Regions from separate parts of the Mus musculus genome. Here region 1 is linked to region 2. The links are chromatin contacts, called in public HiChIP or PLAC-seq maps. All regions are on one chromosome and are shown on one strand. Each heading gives the region's core, a stretch centred on a gene start, on an enhancer-like site or on the middle of the called end of the contact. The rest is flanking DNA. Distances are from core to core; before and after follow the strand shown.

Region 1 (2,700 bases), core at 6-2,505, 64 kb after region 2:
ATTATACCATGTTTGAAAGAACATAGTATGTTAAGTTATGACAGTGAGTCCTCCCACATCTCTGGAGGAGCACAAAAGGTCCTTTCTGAAATGAATGCATCTAAATTAGCTCTGTGTGGGTGAAAGGTTAAGATCTGCCCGTCGCCCCAATTTGTGGGTGTGTTGGCGGGAGTTTGTTGTGGTAGAGATTAAACTCAGGGCTCCATGGGTACCATGAAGCCCTGTACCATTGTCCCATATCCACAACCCATGACTCTTGATCTGACTTTTAACTTGTGGCTGGGGAGAAGGGGTGGCTTGGAGAAAATAAGGTGAGTTCTAATGAAAGGGAACTGCAGGATGGCTCTGGAGACGGTCAGGCCCACCACAGCAACCTTTCAGAGTTGCACGTGTCATTTGGGTATAGGAGGTCAGTTCTAGTCAGTGAGACAACTGAAGCAGTGCCAAGAATCAGTCACAATACCGACAAGTACTCCAGTGAAACTGATGGTCTAACACAAACACACATTGCCTGATAAAGATACTCACATTAGAAGGGTGTTAAGTAATTAATGACAGGGACACAGTTGATAAGCTGTTTGCAAAATAACAGATTTTTTTCCACCTAAATTCCAAGTTGTTTTGGTTAGGGGATAGTGGCCAGCGGTTTGGAAACCAGAAGTTGATAAGATGCTTTCTGTGAACTGAAATTTAATATAACACTATAATGAGTCAGGGGACATAGATCACAAGTCATTGGAGAGCAGAATAAGTTAGATGCTTCGTTTCCTGTTGAGCATGCTGGTCATGTCAGCTTGTCACCTTCACAGTCCCCATGCTCACAGACACCCTCCATTTGGATTAATTTTCTCCTTTGTCATCCTCTGTGAAGTCTGAGAATTTTGATAAAAGGCCCCTGCTTTCCTTTTTGTATTGTATAATTGATAAAGTGGCCCCTCTCCCCATTTGGTTGTCACTCATGGAGACAGAAAATTGCAGAGCCTCGCCTAGAAGAGGTTTTCATCCCCTGTGGAAAGTTGTGGCCTATCCAATTAAAGTGTGTGAGCTATATTAGCTAATGATATATCCTGTGTGTGTGTGTGTGTGTGTGTGTGTGTGTGTGTGTGTGTGTGTGTGTCACAGGCACTATCCATCCAGATATTATTTGACAGATTCTCGACTTCCTGTTTCCTTATCACCAGGCAACGTCTTAGTTATGGTCTGGCTGCCTCTGTGGCTTTCCGGCAGGGAGAGAACTGACTGGTCATGCTGACTTAACACTTCATCCAGGAAGTTACTTACTAAATTGGCATTCTGGCTTTGTGTATCATTGGAGGTTTTTACATATGAGCCTGCTCTCCAGAAGCCCTGTTTCTGCTGGGTTCTGAGACACGCGCTAAAGTCCAGGCATTGTGCTGGTACATTTGCCAAAGTCCTTAGGTCATTTACTAGGATGTGTGACCCTGACCTATTTATGCCCTGGTCTTTTCATCTGTGAAATGGCTGCATTAATAACTATTGTAGGGTTATGGGATTGAGTAAGACAATACAGGTCAGGGATGGTTTTGTTTTTTGTTTTTGTTCTGATTTTTGGTTGAGTGTGGTTGGGTTACTGTATATTTAGGCCTTTAAACAGCATCCCTGACCCAAGTTTACTATATGTCTGTGACCTTCCCCACCCCACTACACTTGGATGATCAAATTGTTTCCAGGTACTAACAGATATCTTCTGTGAAGGGCAAAATGTGGCTGCACAGAGCGGTGCCTGCAGGAAGTAATGGTGGGTTTTATAATAATGATGATAAAGGCACAGAGGAGGATAGACGCCATTCATGATGCTGTCCTGAGACCCTCAGGACCATTTGTGAGCCTGTTACTATGATCATCAATCATTGTTGTCATTATTAGTTTCCTGCTTTCAGTTCCTGTATCTTAGCCAAGATAAACCATATATATAAACTTGAGTAAAATAAAAACATCTGCTCTTAAAAAATGAAAGAGCAGTATTAAATCCTTAGGTATGCAAATGAGAAAATGGTGTCCACGCTTGTGAGTGAGTAGTCCTGTGATGTTGAATGGTGGGGTTAAGTCACATTGGGGTGCTTTCTGCCTCAACACACATCACTCTATTAAGCATAGACAAACAACAATTTAAATTATTTTGAGTAGTCTAACCATAAAATAATGTTTAAAAAGTTGACTTTGTCTAGATATGGTGGTGTATGCCTTTGATCCTAGCACTTGGGAGGCAGAGGCAGGTGGATCTCTTATGTTTGAGGTCAGCCTGATCTACATAATGGGTTCTTGGATGTCAAAGCTACAGAGAGAGACATGGTCCAAAAGACAGACAGACAGACAGACAGACAGACAGATAGATAGATTTCCTCCTAAAAGGAAAAATGTATTCCCCGTAGATGACTATAAAGGAGATACACATAGCCAAAGTATTTGTAAGTTATTCCTTTTTAATAGTTTTGAAACATTTAAATCCTTTCTTTTAAATTGGCGCCCAGCTCTTTCATGTAGCCAGCAAGCCTTTTTATATTCTTTGTAGAACAATGGATGGGTACAGCCTCTTGTAGAAAAATATACAGTAAATATGCCTTAAGATTTGTCATGCCAAAAGGCTACCAGAATAACTTTTGAAGTAATGTAAAATGTCTACATATATTTATGGTTAAGAAATTTTATTGCAAAAATATTGTAATAAAAAAAAAAGCT
Region 2 (2,700 bases), core at 124-2,623:
AAATCCCATCTTAACTAGTATTCTTTGCATTTTCTGCTGAGCAGTAGGGAGAAACATGATAGAAATACATCTTAGATTATTGGATCTGCAAAACATTTCGGTAGAGAACTTGACTAATACTGTGTTCCATATGGCCTCATGTGAAGACCACATTTTTCTGAGTTTATTTCTTATACACCACACAATTACAATTTAGAAGTATGTTATTTTAAAAAAAACACACACCAGTATTATTATTATGAGGTTAAGAAACTGAACTTGAGAAATGAATTCCCTTATGAAAAAAAAAGATAAATAAACATTGTAAACAAATGGGTAAGAAGCAATTTTTAAAAAATAAAACGAAATGATATTTTTGATTTCTAGGTTTTGGGTTTCGTGAGTCACATATTTTCCTTATGTGTGGGCAGAAAGGTAAGTGAGAACAACTAAGGAAATAAAATAAAACTCAATAAATAAATAAAACTTAAGAATAAAATAAAACTCAAGTGAGTTTGCACTTGGACTGCTTTACAATGAAATGGGCATCGTAGAAAATAAAGTATGCATATTTATACAGCGTTTAATTTGGCAAAAGATAAATTTTTCTGTTTCAAAATTCTCAGAATAGGCTCGTTTTAAAGACAAGGGTTTTCTTTAAAAAGCACAAATGTGTAGTTCTCTTTTCCTTTTTATTGCTATATTCAAATTTTGGAGATTTAATTGAAGTGACGCAAAGTGTCAGGAAAGGTTTTAAAAATAAGCAACAAGAGGCTAATCAGGTAACACACCCTTAGTTGTCTGTCCAGCTGCCCTGACTACCCTGTATCCTGTCTTGAAGGATCAACTAACTTTGTTAAGTGCTACACAATAAATGCGGCCTTTGTCTCAGTAACCAGTAGGAAATGTACTAAGCAGAGTGTGGCAGAGCATCTGTAAGGCAAACCATCACAGCCACGAGGCTAAAAGGCGGAATTAAAGAAAATTTTGTGACAGACAAGTGGCAGCATCTCTTTTATCCAGAAGAGAACCAGTAGGGCTGTGCGACTAACAAAAGACACCACGCACGTTTCTCTTGGGGTTGGATTCTAGGAAAAGGAAAAGCCACCAAGGTGGAGGCTGAAGTTTCAGCAGGAATTGCGCCGCACCAACTCTGCGTGGGACAGGGAGAAAGGTGCGTGGGATTCGCTCAGGGAGCTCAGGTGGAGCGCGCGGCCTCAGCCCCACGCCCCAGGCTCAGGCTGCCTCCACCCTGGGGCCACTTGAGAGGCGGCAGTGCTCCCGCCCGCCGGGTTGCCATGGTTTCCGGGGATCACGTGGGCGCGCGGGCGGAGGCGGGGCGCCGGGCGGGGGGCGGCGCAGCGGCGGCGGGAGCAGGAGCGGGAGGAGCTGGAGATGCTGCCAACCCTCCCCGGGCTGTGCTCGCTCTGCTGCTGCCGCCGCACGGAGCAGCCTCGCCGGGGGCCCAGTGCGCCGCGCTCGCAGCCGGTAGCGCCCGGGGCGCTCGCTCGGGAGCCGCGCAGCCCGAGACCGGACCGCGGATAGGGGGCGAGGGCGGCGTCCAGGCGCCTCGGCGTGCACGGGCAGGATGAGCATCGAGATCCCCGCGGGGCTCACGGAGCTGCTGCAGGGCTTCACGGTGGAGGTGCTGAGGCACCAGCCCGCCGACCTGCTGGAGTTCGCGCTGCAGCACTTCACGCGGCTGCAGCAGGAGAACGAGCGCAAGGGCGCCGCGCGCTTCGGCCATGAGGGCAGGACCTGGGGGGACGCGGGCGCAGCCGCCGGGGGCGGCATCCCCAGTAAGGGTGTCAACTTCGCCGAGGAGCCCATGCGCTCCGACTCCGAGAACGGCGAGGAGGAGGAGGCCGCGGAAGCAGGGGCGTTCAACGGTGAGGACCGGCCCCCTCGCGCCCTGAGCCCCGGCCGCCGCGTCCGCCTCACTCTCGAACCCCGCCTCGCTCTTGAACCCCGGGCTGAGCTCCCCACCTTCCCCGTGCTCTCCACCTTCCCATTACGCCCACCCCCTCAGCACCCATTTCGGTCGCTCCCACTCGCCCACCTTCCTACTCAGCTCTCTTGTCATGCCCTCCCTTTCTCTGGAGGTGGGGAAAGGAGAGGTTGCGCTCCCGCTGCCCCTCTGTCACCTCTCTTTCCGGGGCGATTTAGGGTGGGCATCTTGCTGGATCGTTAACTTTCCCGTGGTTGGAGATGTCTCAGGCTCCGGGAGTACCATTGTGCATGAAGGGCGCTTGGCGGCCTCTTTTCAGCCCTTTAGATTTATTAATGGAGTGTTCTGGGAGAAAGGGCGAAGCATGTAGGACTCAGTGAGAAGAGTGTGAAATCGGACTCGCTGAGGTAAAACAAATTAACGATAATAGCTGTGACATTCTTGGAATACGAATAATTTATTTTCCAGTTTTTCCAATACCATGTGGTGGCGATATTTTTGGACATATAACAAAGGAGCATATTTAGCCTGATACCTAGGGGGTCTTTGGCATGAGGAAATAGGCCAATGATTTTCTTTCTTTAAAAAAAAAGATACAAAACATATATTGAATGATTTTGATGTTCTTTTTAAAGTGTGTGGAAAAAAAAATAACACCATGGGAAGTTCTAAGAGCTTTGTCAGTTGTCTTAATGAAAAGCCAGCCAGCATCTAAGGACCACGCCAGACACTGAAGCTAGAGAGAATGAATGGGAGAGAAAGGGATTGTTTTA

The links. HiChIP or PLAC-seq counts read pairs in DNA pulled down with a chosen protein or histone mark.
Region 1: an H3K27ac HiChIP or PLAC-seq map of embryonic fibroblasts shows a contact between it and region 2, with 22 read pairs. The contact joins the enhancer-like site here to the promoter of Prkar2b in region 2. A contact is called at or near these places in 5 of 39 promoter capture datasets (the HPC-7 cell line, hematopoietic stem and progenitor cells, hippocampal neurons and 2 more), 3 of 15 datasets of contacts at CTCF or cohesin (CD8 T cells, the G1E-ER4 cell line and the NIH/3T3 cell line), 20 of 484 Hi-C or Micro-C datasets (the AML12 cell line, CD4 T cells, CD8 T cells and 13 more), 18 of 115 datasets of contacts at active chromatin or transcription factors (the 230-238 cell line, CD8 T cells, DN3 thymocytes and 15 more) and 3 of 9 other capture datasets (adipose tissue, liver and pancreatic islet).

What each region holds. Positions count from the first base shown.
Region 1 is chr12:31,995,571-31,998,270 of GRCm38.p6, reverse strand. The region is part of intron 2 of Prkar2b (protein kinase, cAMP dependent regulatory, type II beta); the gene reads left to right. Among named protein-coding and RNA genes, the nearest start is that of Hbp1, 47 kb to the right of the region's middle. Within about 2 kb of position 1,255, at least 155 of the 459 cell types and tissues checked have an H3K27ac peak or open chromatin away from gene starts, as enhancers often do. A contact at or near this core is called in the 230-238 cell line, CD8 T cells, the G1E-ER4 cell line and 11 more, where this site is marked.
Region 2 is chr12:32,059,950-32,062,649 of GRCm38.p6, reverse strand. It overlaps Prkar2b (protein kinase, cAMP dependent regulatory, type II beta), which reads left to right and starts at 1,373. Exons shown (of 11, transcript NM_011158.4): 1 at 1,373-1,868. The coding sequence starts at 1,568. Gm51992 (a long non-coding RNA gene) reads left to right here. Exons shown (of 3, transcript XR_003950224.1): 3 at 367-431.